Regions from separate parts of the Mus musculus genome. Here regions 1 and 2 are each linked to region 3. A link is a contact called in public Hi-C data. All regions are on one chromosome and are shown on one strand. The core of a region is the stretch at or near the end of the contact, and the rest is flanking DNA. Distances in the headings are between cores, read along the strand shown.

Region 1 (4,734 bases), core at 2,043-4,542, 71 kb after region 3:
TTTACCAACAGAATTCTGTTGCTACTGACCATGATGCTCTCTACATCATTGTCTTCTTTGTTCTACTGGCCCCTGCCCCGGTCCAGACACAGCAAGTCCTCTTTTCTTTGTGGCTTAAAAGCTCTGCACAAAGTTCCAAGTTTTATGTGCCTTTCACAGACAGATTGCCTCTGGGCTTATTCTTTTTGTAACAGAGCAGTGTTCATGTCTGACTCTTTGCAGAGCTGAAGCTGTCTGTGTGTGGCATTGTGTGTTTTTGTATACCTACATGTTTATCTTTATTCTGTCTGAGTGTAGATGATCTGTATTTTAAATTCAGAAAACATATCTATTTCCCTTACAGCTCACTACGATATCTAGTACACTGTTCTGTTATCGTGCTGTCTTTTCGATTTATAAATAGAAAGAAAATCAAACTAAAAAGTATTGACATTTTGAAAAATCTTACTTGCCAACTGTGATTGCAATTTGATTGGCTGGGATATAACATGCAAATGAAGGATGCTAATTTTATGAAGTATTGCTTGAGAGTAATAATCATTTAAAATATACTTCTTTTATTTTTTGCATAAATGTAGAGGGGTCTCTCTCTCTCTCTCTCTCTCTCTCTCTCTCTCTGTGTGTGTGCATAGTAGTAGTAGTAGTAGTAGTAGTAGTAGTAGTAGTAGTAGTAGTAGAAGCAGCAGCAGCAGTAATAGTGGAGGAGGATTAATTTTGCATAATTTTGAAGACAGGGAAAATGAATTAAACATTTAGCTTCAAAGTTCACACTGCTTATCTTTATGAAAAGATTTAAAAGGTAGTACAGCTGTTGGTTACTACCAACTGTGGGTGCCAGGATTGCACCTTTAGGGACATCTTGCCATGTTGGTCATTGTTTTAATTCATAAGCATCACAGCTGACTAAGATCATTGATTCCCTCCTCCATCCCCTTTGTCAGCTTGAATAGTATTTTCTGATACTTTGGAAGCTAGTCATAAGGAAGGAGGCTTTTAGGTCAAATCCTGCTCAAATATTCTGAGTGCTTTGTCCTAAGTGTCCTTTCTATTTCTGGTAGATAATCAAGGACAATTTCAATAGCCCCCTATTTTAGAGTCTCTTGGAAGGATGTTCTTGTGCCATCAATAACTAAAAAGGATGTTTCTCATGCCTGACACTGGAGTTGAGGGGAGCATTGTCAGCCCAAGTTGCAACACTTCATTTAATGTGTGTGTGTGTGTGTGTGTATTGCAATTTTTGGTAAAAATAAGTAATGATTTCTTAAGGCCTTTTCAAACATTCTTAGGGTTCTTTGATACAGACATGGAACTCCTCTTGAAAGTTTTTATTGAGCACATCCCCTCTGTTTATATATTCATTTTGTAAGGAGATCATGCCATTGTGCTGTTTATGGAACAATCTCTTGATATTTCTATTAAGATATTATGGCAGCTGCTAGGTAAAGAAGCTCACCTAGAGTACCTGCCAGAGTTAATACTTAAAGAAATGATCTTCCTGTATGGGAGCAGAAGTATTATCCACCAATTAACATTTATTTACTAAACAGTTGTTTTAGATATGCATAAATATTCTATAACTAGCATGGAAAATATCATTTAAAATAAAAGTTTTTTTATGAAAGATATGCGTTGGAGATTGCTTTAGGTCTGGAAATGGAAAAGATGACAGATACGATTTCCCTTCATTCCTATACTCATGGTCTAAGATAGAGATTTAGAAACAACCAAGGAACTTAAAAAGAGTCTGGTACTGGGAAGCATGCGGCAGGGATTTGTAAATTTCCTCTGGTGACTCATTGAAGAGCCAGCTTAAAGTCATTGGCCCAGAGCCAGTGTGTTCCTGGGTGCCTGTTAGAGATGGGGAGTCTTGAGAATCCACATTAGTGCTATATCAAAAAGTATATTTTAGCAAGATCCTCAGGTGGCTCCTACACACATTAATGTTCAAGAACTTAAAGCCTAGCAAACCACCTGGAGAGCATTTAAAACATGATATTGTGGCCTTGGTGATTCATTTGGTGTTGGGTGGAGCCAGACTTTGTTATGCTATTAACACATCCTGTGATTCGGAAGAGCAGCCATGATCACAAAATAGAGGACAAGGCTGAGTGGTGAATAATTTATCATAACAGGAACCTTCCTGGAAAAGCAGCAGCTAGGGATTTTGTAAAACAAATGTGAAGGATGCTGATGGTGGATCATACATCAGTATGTTATGAAGCTGAACGTTGTGAGGAAAAGCTTTTTCAGTGAGAAAATTCCAAGGGGCACCAAAACACCATAGGGGAAAGATCAGGAGATGTCAAAGATATTTAAAAACATGGATGTTTAATAGATGGTTTGGGGCCATTAGTGTTGTCATGAAGTAGAATAAGAAATGACCACAGGATCTTTGGCTCTAGGGACTGTGAGATTTCTTGTGAAAAGTGTAAAAGTCTTCCCAAGATTGTAAAAGATGAAAGCTTGACTATTTACATATACTAACAGGAAGACAAGAGTCAGAATATAGGAGGAGTAGTGTTAGAGCTGAAGGCCTGTTGTCATTAGCGCTTTAGAAAGCAAACATATTATTATCGGAGTGGCCCTTAGATTCACAATCATGCATCTTCTCAGAGATAGGAAACAAATTCATAGAGGGCAGTGGCTTATTTATAGTTTAGCAGAAATGAGGGTACAACTATTCCCTTGTGTCTCTCTTTGTCTGTAGCAGCTTTATAGTTTTATATAAGAAATATAATTGAAGTAAAAGCTGGGATAAATACATGAGAGTGCACGTAAGCATGTATACTCATACACTCACATCCCATTTCTCTGTATTTTCTGTCTTGGACTGTGTCGGATGATGCATTAGAGTTGTTGTGAATTTCCTCAAATGTCCCTGTGCCTAAGACAAATGCCATAAACAAAATACAATTAGTATTCAACATTGCAAGATACTCCGTGTTAGCTAATGCACAAGAAACATTTTCTGATGACCTCTTTGCTTTGGTTACTTGCAAAAGGCCTGTCCCAACTGACTTTGTGCACTCCAGGCAGTTTCTGAACTCAGGATCCTCCTGTCAGGCCTCTACAGTGCTGGGTGTTTATTGTGAGTCCATTTTCTCCTGACAATGTCTTTTCTTGCCTTGTAACAATATTTTCTGAAGCCACTGCTGATTAACTGTCTGGTTTGATTCCAACTGTTCCTTGAAGTGGGGACATCTATTCCGGTTTTCTGATCTCCTACCAAGAATGTCTGTGTGCTCTGGGAGGGTGGCAGAATAGGTGGCAGATGTCAAGGAATTAGTGCCAATAGAAACCTTCATGAGCAAACTCAAGCTACCACAAGACAGAATGAGCAGCTCCTGGCTGTGCCTGTCTGCAGTGCTTCTTGAGCTTTTTGCTTGAGTGTCTGTTTGTACCATGGGACAGACACCTCACACAGTACTGCTTAGATTCTTTGCTAACAAAACAAAACAAAACAAAATCAAAAACCAAACAAGAAGAACAGCAACAAAAAAAACCAACCAAACCAAAAAAAAAAAAAAAAAAACCCCACAAAACAAAACAAAAACATTAAATTTTATCTTTTCAAGTTAGTCATTTTAAAAATTTAAAGTATATCAACATTTGGAACTTGTACACAAGGTCAAAAGGCAACAGTGACCAAGTTTTCAAGAGGACTGCAAACCACAAATAACAAGAGCCAGCACTTCAAGGAAAATTATTTTGAAAAATAAGCACTGGCAGACATAGTTGTTTTTTACCTCGTTCATATTTAGTGAACTATTAGTGGCCACAAATAGACATCTTCTCTGATGCACAACTACTTCTCATAGGAACAATAGCAAAATACTCACGTAGCTGAGGCAGATAGACATAGAAGAGAGTTTTGAAGGGCAGGTCTGATGCTTACAGTCGTCTATTGGATGGAACACAGGGACCCCAGTGGAGGAGCTAGATAGAGTACCCAAGGAGCTGAAGGGGTCTGCAACCCTATAGGTGGAACAACAATATGAACTAATCAGTACCCCCAAAGCTCATGTCTATAGCTATATATTTAGCAGAAGATGGCCTAGTCAGCCATCATTGGAAAGAGAAGCCCCTTGGTAGCAAACTTTATATGCCTCAGTACAGGGGAATGCCAGGGCCAAGAAGTAGGAGTGAGTGGGTAGGGAGGCAGGGCAGGGGGAGGGTATAGGGGTCTTTTGGGATAGCATTTGAAATGTAAATGAAGAAAATATCTAATAAAAAATTAAAAAAAAAACAAATCACACACACACACACACAAAAAGAGGTAGGTCTGCCTAGACAGTAGGCCTTTCACCTGAGTTGCAGCAATTGAAAAATAGTAAAGTTGTCAATTATTCAATTATTTTGCCAATTTATTGATTTAAAATCCAGATTCAATAGTACATGTGAGAGATTACTTATTGATCACTTTTTTTTCTATTTTAAATATACATGTCTTTAACTTTTCAAGTGTATGAATGAGGTTTAGATAAAGTTCTAAATTTAGTCACAAATACACAAGTACCAGAATCATCTTAAAGTTACAGTTTTTTATAAGGCAGACATTAAAGGCTTTCACCCAAACTAATACCTAAGTGAATTTTGCTTTGTTAAGATTCAATTTCCTGTTGGGCAGTGGTTGTGCAGGCCTTTAATCACAGAACTTGGGAGGCAGAGTCAGGCAGTTCAAGGCCAGCATGGTCTACAGAGTGAGTTCCAGGACAGCTAGGGCTATACAGAGAA
Region 2 (4,946 bases), core at 393-2,892, 120 kb after region 3:
CAGTACATCAAGTGCTTGAGTTGATCCATGTATGTGTTCATGAGTGCCTTCTACTTGTGCCCAATTCCCATGTGAGAATCATAAGGTTTAAAGGGGGGTAATGAACCTGAATCACATAGAATGCAGTTACTGGTGAGGCATGTAGAGCTCTACAATACGACTCCAAATCTGTGTGCTTCAGGATATATTGTCTCCTTTACTGTGATATCTCAGCCTTATTCTTCTACAGTAGTGAAATCATAGAGATCACAGAAGAGAAATAGCTAGTTGCAGTAGCACTTTATAGTTACCATTTGCAATTGATTTTTAAACACAGTATTTCTTCATTCTTCGGGGGGGTGGTATTATTGTTTGCATTAAACACATCTATATTACCCTTCCCTTCCAAATGCTGGGTCGGGAAACATGGGAAAAGAGAAGGCTATAAGTATGAGTATAAGAGGCAGAGGACAGGGAGGGATATAGTGAAGGCTGGCCTCTGGATGTGGTACAGCTTTTGCATGCATGAACTCAAAGCAGCAGTGCTTAACTTGCATAAGACCTCTACAAGATCAAGAGAGTTAAAATTCTATATGAACTCAGAAAGCTTCCCAATTCTTCACTCCTAGCTAAAGAACTAATAATAGTTAATGGCTGCCAAAAGAAGGAGAGCCATTTTTCTTTTATTGTGTGTGTGTTGGCAGGGGGGGAGGGAGTAGTCATTAGTAGGTTGTTCATGTACTGATGAGTGACCTCATACAAATGAGCATGTGGACAGAACACTAATGGACATAATGGGATGTGGTGTGTGTGTGTGAGAGAGAGTGGGGGGAGAGGGAGAGGGAGAGGGAGAAGGTGAGGGAGAGGGAGAAGGGGAGAGGGGGAGAGGGGGAGAGAGGGAGAGAGGGAGAGAGGGAGGGAGAGAGAGAGAGAGAGAGAGAGAGAGAGAGAGAGAGAGAGAGAGAGAGAGAAGAGAAGAAATATGATGTGAAGTTGGAGATAATACTGTGGAGCAGCTGGATAGAGGGAGTAGGCATAAATAGGATTCAGTTATATTGTACATGTACATGAAAGTTTTAAAAAGAGAAATAAAGGGAAAAAGAAAGAGCCTAACATAGAGTCTTGAAAATATAAAGTAAGTCCATAGTGTTGTAGATAGATATATTATACACTTGACTCCTATTTATTATTCTCTTAGAAGACTCTTGTATGGTATCCATACAATGGGCATCTGTCCATTTCCAGTTTTTTTTTCTGTCAAAGACAGAGACTGTATAAACACTTACATGAACATTGCTAGCACTTGCTTTACATGCAGTTTCTTTTCATGTATTTGCCCATATATATTGCTGTGAATAATGTTCAATTAAAGAGAGAGATGCATTGAGCAGTGGCTCCTGTTAGAAATCAATGGTTTAAATGAAACATTTAAACTACATTTTTTTTTAAAAAGAAAGTTTCTCTATATATGAGGTTCTCTACACACCAGCAAAATTATCACCTGTTTTGCTGACTTGCTTAAAGCAACACAATGATGGAGCCTGAATAAACCGGAATCAGTAATTACAGATAGTTCCCGTGTCTGTCTCAGCTGAACATGTCAACATCATTCTCGCCAGTCTACGTGGGTGGCCTGAGAACCACAGCTTCACAGGTTCAGGGAGAGATTACGCATCGCTGAGTTTCATGTCTGTTTTTACGGAGGAGATTTGGTTTTGAGAAGTTACTCAAGAGTGTTTATATTGCTTCACCCATGGGTCTGTGTGCTGTTAAGCTTGAAATGAAAAGAATGGCTTTGTGGTTTGGTTTTACGAGGGAAGCAAAGCCATAGAATTATGATCCAGTGCGTATAACAGTGAAGGATCACAGTTTAAAGTCCAATAATTCTTGCCATTTATCTTCACTAGAGGATCTCAGAGAATTTTATGAGAAATTATAGACTAAGAATTCAGAAAGAGTTGTATGCAATTTATAGTTTAAAAAGGAAGTGCTAAAATTTTCTGGAATGTTCTAAGGCTGTCATTAGAGAGCTTGTGATGAGAGCATAGGATGTGGACATTGAAGCTAGGAACTCTGACAGGATTAGCTGATTCGGCCTCTCTGAATGATGTTGGCTGCTTTGTCTAGGGACCCTGATTGTTTGAGAGGAAGACAAAGAGTAGCCAGTATGGCTCGATTCTCTAAAATATTTAAGAAGAAACTGTAGTGAATGTATTAATACAACTGTAATTTGGGAGGGTTGTCGTCCCCCCCCCCCCCGCCCACAACATTATTTACCACAGTGAAGTGAGCCAATAACCAATAGAAACTTGCCTCCAATATAAATGGCTATTCTAAATTCTATTATAAAGAAACTCTGCTTGAAGTATTTGGGTTAGTAAATCCAGTAAATGAATCTAAACTAGTTTAAAACCAAATATGTAACATTGTAAAACTTAATGCTTTCTGAATTCCAGCCAGTAAGATTTTTTTAAATTGAATTCTTGAAAAAAATCAGCAAAAAGTAATTTCAGACTTAATCACCCACTGAGTGGTTTGGTTTTTGTTGTTTGTTTGTCTTATTTTTGTTGTTGTTGTTTTTGTTGTTGTTTTTTTTGTTGTTGTTAATCTTTCATTAGACTCAGTAAAAAGCTCAAATCTGTTTTCATCACTTTGGATTTTCAGTTGATGAAGGTGAGGTTTTAAAATGTGATGATGGAAGTTTAGAAAAAGTGAGACCTTAATAAAGATGTAGCACTCAAACATATTATTCAGAAAGGCAAAACTACACCATGACCCTTTAAATGCTATGAGACCTTCTCAGGCATTCTGAGATTGGAACCAGGAGAAGGATGGTGTAGAGAATTCGCCCTGAGACAAAGACCTTCTGTCAGTTCCAGAGACGGTACGTTATCTTCATGTTAAGAATATCTAGGGGGAAGGAATAGAGGGTTTTCAGAAAGGAAACTAGGAAAGGGGACAACATTTAAAATGTAAATAATGAATTATGAACTAACCAGTACCCCGGAGCTCTTGACTCTAGCTGCATATGTATCAAAAGATGGTCTAGTTGGCCATCACTGGAAAGAGAGGCCCATTGGACACACAAACTGTATATGCCCCAGTACAGGGGAACGCCAGGGCCAAAAAAAAATGGGAATGAGTGGGTAGGGAAGTGGGGGGGGAGGGTATGGGGGACTTTTGGGATAGCATTGGAAATGTAATTGAGGAAAATGTGTAATAAAAAAAAAGTTGCCTAAACCAAAAAAAAAAAAAAAAAAAAAAAAAAGAATATCAGCCTCTAACCTTGTCTTCTTATAAGTTCCTAAGGCAGGTGACAGTTAGGGATGGAACAAAGCTAGAGCCTATTGCCTAGCAGACAAATCTATTTGTGTTGACCTTGGTCAGGACAAGTGGTCATAAATCCCTCTGTTTTTACCTTTTCCAGGTAAGGATACATCCTCTTGACTATCCAACCAAGTGGTCCTCACCCTGTGGCCTTCTGCCCAGTGCATCCTGGGACTTGGTAGTTTGCTATATCTCTTAAATGAAGACTTTCTGAATCAGAAATGAAAGTAGGAGGTACTGGTCCCAGTGGCCTATTTTTAAAGCTCCCTTGGCATTTCTGATGCTGGCTAAAGTTACACTTGACCAGTGTATATTTCTTGGTAACTATGTCAACATGTTCCTATCCTGGTGGCTGATTTGTTGTGGGCTTTGTAAGATTACCCTGGAAGTGGCCAATATACTTAATTTGTAATGTAGCACACTTGGATGTTTACTATTATATTTTAGTATCTCTCTTTATAAACCCTGTGTATTCAGGAATGAGTAGTTGCCCTTACAGATTATTCATTTTCTTTCCCTTTGAGATGAGCCCTTCAGCTTTTCATTTAATATGAAAGGTCATCTTCAAAGAAAATTGTTGTCTGCTGCTTCAGTCATTCAGTTCTCTAGAGAGTTCCAGGGAAGAAAAGCTGGTTCCTGTCAATCATTTCTTTCTCAGATTTTTTTTTTAAAGAATAGTCACATCACTGTCAGTAATGATTAATAAAATTTCTCATGTAGTTTTTCATGCAGGAGTGGCCGAAGTTCAGTGGCCAGAGGTGTGCCGTTTTACTCATCCCAATCTGGCTCTCATGGTGGGCCTGAGCCACAAATTCATCAGTCATAGTCTGAGTTCTGCTCAAAGTGATGTGAAAATGAAAAAAAAATATATATAATCATGGAGAAAGAGATGCAGTAGGTCTGCAGAGCAACAGAGCCGAGACTGAAACATCGAAACGCATATGCACTACAAGCCTACGTTATTGGAGATGTGTGAGAAACAGGGGGACTATGTGTTCTAGTTTTTGCTGGGCTTACCTAGATCAAACCTATTTTGCATCTTTTTTAGAAGAAGACTACGTGTATTAAATTATAGTGTTATGTGGGTGCGCATCGAGTCCCTGGAAACTAAGTTCCTGGGGACTGTTACAACAAAAGTAAGACTTGAGACATTTATCTGGTGCTATTTTCTGTATGGGCCCTCTCTTTTAAGGAATGCGGTGGGGGAAAGATTCTTGCCAAGTTCAGAAACTCTGGAGAGCAGTTGGATCAGGAGAGCTCTGGCTTCATTGGTAGCTTAAACCCATATAGGGCTCATGTTGTGATGGAATTATTAGGGGTAGTGAATGAGAAGGTAGAATCTAAATAGAAAAATAAGCTCAATGATGGGGGCATGCACTGAAGGAAAGTTCTTGTCTCTAGGATCTCTCTTTTCATTTTTCAGCTACCATGAAGGACTCTGCTCCATGGTGCGTCTTTGCCACACGTTTTCCCAGAGCAATGAATCATGAATCACTAAAAAAAAGTCATATTAGGAACAAATAAACAAAACAGAGTGGCTAACTCTGAATTCCTGGTCAGAAATACTCAGCTTTGTATTTTAAGCATCAGTGTATCTATCCATTCAGAATAAGGACTAAATAAAGGGGAGAACTTACCTC
Region 3 (4,643 bases), core at 350-2,849:
ACAGCACTGGAAATGTACTAAAATTCTCAGTCTGTAAGTGGCACTCAACCTCAACATAATTTCCTCTCCCTATGAACTAACTACCCTGACTCACCTACCAGGAGCAGATTTTTCTTTCTTCTGCATCAGAGCACTAAGGAAATTTGTTCACATCTCTCCCTTATAATAAATACGGGTACATCAGCTTTTAAGATTTCATATGCACTGATAACCATTGTCTGAAAAAAATCTAAATCTAAGTTGTATTCCTCCATCTTTCCCGTCAGCAATCCTTAAATGAACAACACCTTGCGGCATTTTGATATTACCCAGACATTCAATAGCCTAAGACTGACTGGTAGCTTTATTTCACCAAATCAATGCTGTCCACTGATTACCACGTCCACTTCTCTAGCATGAAAAGTAAATATATCATTTCATTTTCATCTTCCTTAAAAAAAAAAAGTAGGTCTCTAAAACTAGTCTCAGATTCCGGGAACGGAACTTACAAAGAGATTAGCTCCTAAATCTGGAATAAAAGAGGCACACTGGAGAAACCCGGGGCTACTTGTTTTAACAGCCAGGGAACAGTAGGTGCAATATGTATTCAAAAGGTAAATCTTGCGTCCCCGAGAACAAGGTTTTCTTCTAAAATAACCAGGGGCTGCGTGAAGGACGTCCAAAAACTGGAAGGCGGCGTGAGGGTACCATCTGGGATCAACCCAAAGATCCAAAGGTTACCAGGGCACAAATCGTGCTGGAAGGGGGATGCAGGCGCAGAGTGGGTTTTTAAGATGGTGCCTTCTCCCGGAGGCCAGGAGGCGTGGACCCGAAGGCTACAGTGCGCTGGGCTAGTGTCCACAGGGTTTCCGGACTTGCAGCTCAAGTTTCATCGGAGAGAAAGGAGGAGGCGGCAACATGCACTCAGGCATCCTAACCTCAGCCTAGAAGTCCGCGCTCTCCGCTTCGGCGCATCAGCTCGGAAGTAACGGTTCCCGGGGCACGCGGGGCTCCGCGCACCGAGCTCCACCGCCAGCCCTGGGGGCCCAGCGCGACGACCCGCGCGGCCTCGGGGGGCGGGAAGCCAGCGGTCGGCGCCCTGTTCGCTCTCCCTGCCCTTCCCGGGCCTCGCCCGGGGCGCGGCGAAAAGTTTCCAGGCAAAGTCCGCGGCGGCCGCTCGCGCAGCCAACCGCCCGGCACAACCGCCTCGGCTAGCCTCGCCGCCCGCGCCCGCCCTGCTCAACCCCTCGCTCGCCCGCTTCACCTACCACAGAGCCGGGAGAAGAGAAGCAGGGGAATAAGCAGCAGCAGCAGCGGCGGCGGCGTCGGGGCCGGCAGCAGCAGTCCGGCCGCGGGAGGAAACGCCGAGGAAAGTTGTGCTTTGCCGCCTCCAGGACACAACGGGGCCGGGCCCGGGGTCCGCGCCATGCCCGCCTTGCCCCGGCCCACCCGCTCGCCCGCGCCCCGGCGCCTCAGGCTCTGGGTGGCGGCGGCGGCGGCGGCCGCGGCGCGGAAGGGCCAGCGCGCGTGTCCTCAACCCCCGGCTCCTGCGCCGTCGCCGCCCGCCGCCACTCGGCCGAGCGCTCGCGGCTGCCTCGACTCCGCCGTCGCCGATGCCACTGCCGAGGCTGAAGCGGGAGCCGCCCGCCGCCGCCACTCCCCTCCCCGCGGTCCCCGCCCGCCGCGAACTCCTGGGAACTCGGAACGCACCACCCCGCCCTGCGGGAGGGGGAGCCGCCGACCCTCACTACCGGGACGAGCCCGCCCTCCCTGCCGCCGGGCTGCCTGGACGCCGGCCGAGCCGCCCGCCGAGTCTCCTCCCACCCTCTCTCCCCACACGCTCCTCCCACTTCCAAAAGAAAAAAAAAAAAAACTTCATCCACTTGGAAAACCGGGCTTCTCCCGAGGCTAAGCAATCTGGACCAGGCAAGGCGGCCCCGCCCCTTGGCCCCGCCTCGTCTCCCCCCCTCGCCAGCGCTGGAGATGGTCTCGCCCACTCCGCCCCTCGCGGGGCTGGGGCCGCCGGGGCACACAGAGGCGCTCCGAGGCGGAGGGCTGCGGGACTCCTAGTCCTGCCTTTTTCTCCTCCAGAGTGGCGAGGTTCCCCTAGCGGGACCAGGGATAACCAGGGGGGTGAGGGGAAGGCAAGATGAGGGTACCGGCTCTCCGCGGGTCGGAGCGGGGGGTTGCCTAATTTGGGAAGCTGGATACCGCGGGGCTGGACCAGCCTTCTCCCTCCTCACCCAGGCGTAGGGACTGAAAGGAGATTCTCCACTCCTCCCTCCTCCCCAGGAGCATCCCGGTTCTCCTCTGTCCGGGACCGGTGTTGGCCCAGGCGTTTAGCCTGCTTTTTACACCGGGAGGGAGGCTTGTTGGAAGGGTCAGCGGAGCTGCCGGAGGACAGGAGGGGGCCCTCCGAAAGGTTTGCTCTCTAGCTCTTGCTTCTCTTGGGCTGCCCGTTTGTCCACTTTCTGCGCCGGGCGACCGGCAACAGGAGGCCATGGATCTCCCATGCGAGGTCTTCGAGTGTGGTCTTGTTTTCTCTTTGATCGTTCGCATGTTCGCACTTGTAATTTTATTTTCTCGCGTGTCTCTCTTTGAGTTATTCTCAGAAAAGTGACCTCGGGAAGTATTAAACATTTACCCTTAAGAGGAGCATCTGTGATTCACCATAACCCTCCCTCAAACCCCCAAAGCTTGTCTGCCCTTCCCTCCTCCTCTATCCGCCACGCACAGCCGGAGTGACTTGACCTTGAAGCCCCAGTTACCGTAGGGGGAAGGAGATGGATGAACAGTTTGGGCTATCTGCGGAGGCGGTGGAAGCGGAGGACACCGTCCGGAGGCCGGACACCATTAATTTTATGTTGTCCTACCATCCCCACCAGATAGCTAAAGATGTGCTCCAATAAGAATAACAGCCACCCAGAGAGCAGCCTGTGGCCACTAAAGTAAAGCTTGCCTGGTGCCCACGACAACGTCGTGCTCCAGACTGAGTCACTGGGATCTCCTCGGCTTAACACACTGATTTATGATGTCTTACTCACCTCCGTAGCATCCTATCCAGTCTCTCTTCTTTTTTTATCTTGCTCCCAGCACTGGGGCTACTTGTATTCATTACTTCCACCCCTTCCGTCTTTCTCCCTCCATCTGCCCGCCCCAGTCTTCCTGCAATCACTGCCTTCTATCACCTATCCACCTATCCTCCCGATGCACTTATGAATAAACCTTGCCCTGCATTGCTGGGGAGATCCCCCGGATGATGCTCATAATTGACAAACTGTAGCTATTGTGACATCCCCTCAGCTGTGCTGACACCACTCTTTCCCTTGAGAACACTTCTTCCCCTCTTTTCACATTCCCTAAATCTAATTTCACTGCTAAATTTAGACAGAGCCCACTGCTGCAACCACCAGCTAATTATCTGTTTAGATAGCACTTTAACACGTTGCTGAGTTTCAGTTAAATGTTAACCAAAATTTTAATATCGTTAGCCAATTTCATTTCCCCAGTCTTCCCCTGATGGCTCCAGATTCCAGGAAAAATAATTTAGCTAACATTTTTTAAAGGTGCCAAAGGCTTAATTCGGGGGCTACTGTGCAGTCTGCTTCGAAGAATAAGGAATTAACAGGCTGAGGCTATCTCCAAAGGGTGATCTGGAGCTTTTAAACAATCCTCTCTCTATGAAAACAGTTGATAGTAGAATGCAATTCTATTCCCTCACATAAATGAAGCAAAAACGTGGAGAACTTACTTATAGACATGATATGATGAATAAAAGAGCAATGTGCTGGTTTTTTATGTGAATACACGCATTATGTGCTAATAATAATAATTTGTGTTGATATGGCATCTTCAGCCAGAGATGTCAAAGCACATGTTCGTATCACAGGGAAGGTGGCAATTACTATTATCCCTGCTTGACAGTTGGAGGAACCTAGGCACAGAGGTTAAGTGCTCTGCCAACCCTGTCTGCCATATGCACATGTACAGTTGTTTTTTTTTTTTTTTTTCCTGGCTTTTTTTTTTTCCTGCCAGAATTTCCTTCTTGCCTTCCTGTGGACAACACTGAGCCCTCGGGATTTCTTTTTAAGTAAAAACTTTACTTAGGCAATATGATTTTCTGCTTTCCAAATGTCTAGTCTGAGATTACTCTACTTCCCCTAATGGATATTATTACTGGGCACACAATAAAAAGATTTTCCATTTCATAGTAAAACTTGTTTTTTCCCCAAAGACTAGAATTATTGATTTTCTTTTAAACCTTTAACATGAGAACACTATTGGGCTTCATAATTTCAGTTGTCTAACTTTACAGATAAATTCCCATTAATATGGTTAAAGAAATAATTCTTAACTAGTCAATTAAAATTTTTGATCCCATTTCATATGGAAATATATATTGCATGTTAGGAAAAACATGTCAAGAATGAGCGACACAAGCCTAAAGCCAACAAGAGTTTCATTATTTCAGGTTAAGCATCAATGGGGCTCAATCCCACTTTTAGTTTTAAAGACCTTTTGCCAATTATCAGAGTTCATTAGCTCTTAACTAAAAAACAGATTTTTCTATTCACAGTGAAGTAATTATGGAGAGTGATGGGAATTTTAAGTTGTTTCAAAAGTTTGAGACTAGTAAAATCCTCGACAAAACAAGTCCTTTGTCA

What was found. A called contact is a pair of places that touch in the nucleus more often than the background predicts.
Region 1: a contact with region 3 is called in a Hi-C map of cerebellum, with 2.0 times the contacts expected there. The contact joins the enhancer-like site here to the promoter of Nectin3 in region 3. A contact is called at or near these places in 3 of 39 promoter capture datasets (embryonic stem cells and liver), 7 of 484 Hi-C or Micro-C datasets (adipose-derived mesenchymal stem cells, cerebellar granule neurons, cerebellum and 2 more), 4 of 115 datasets of contacts at active chromatin or transcription factors (all in embryonic stem cells) and 3 of 9 other capture datasets (adipose tissue, embryonic stem cells and pancreatic islet).
Region 2: a Hi-C map of epidermal suprabasal cells shows a contact between it and region 3, with 3 times the contacts expected there. The contact joins the enhancer-like site here to the promoter of Nectin3 in region 3. A contact is called at or near these places in 4 of 39 promoter capture datasets (cranial neural crest, liver and maxillary cranial neural crest), 20 of 484 Hi-C or Micro-C datasets (adipose-derived mesenchymal stem cells, embryonic stem cells, epidermal suprabasal cells and 6 more), 3 of 115 datasets of contacts at active chromatin or transcription factors (embryonic stem cells, hepatocytes and kidney) and 3 of 9 other capture datasets (adipose tissue, liver and pancreatic islet).

What each region holds. Positions count from the first base shown.
Region 1 is chr16:46,564,394-46,569,127 of GRCm38.p6, forward strand. No RefSeq gene overlaps it. Among named protein-coding and RNA genes, the nearest start is that of Nectin3, 70 kb to the left of the region's middle. Within about 2 kb of position 3,293, at least 6 of the 459 cell types and tissues checked have an H3K27ac peak or open chromatin away from gene starts, as enhancers often do. A contact at or near this core is called in cerebellum, where this site is marked.
Region 2 is chr16:46,616,084-46,621,029 of GRCm38.p6, forward strand. No RefSeq gene overlaps it. Among named protein-coding and RNA genes, the nearest start is that of Nectin3, 120 kb to the left of the region's middle. Within about 2 kb of position 1,643, at least 13 of the 459 cell types and tissues checked have an H3K27ac peak or open chromatin away from gene starts, as enhancers often do. A contact at or near this core is called in adipose-derived mesenchymal stem cells and epidermal suprabasal cells, where this site is marked.
Region 3 is chr16:46,495,368-46,500,010 of GRCm38.p6, forward strand. Nectin3 (nectin cell adhesion molecule 3) reads right to left here and starts at 1,600. Exons shown (of 6, transcript NM_021495.4): 1 at 1,248-1,600. The coding sequence starts at 1,407.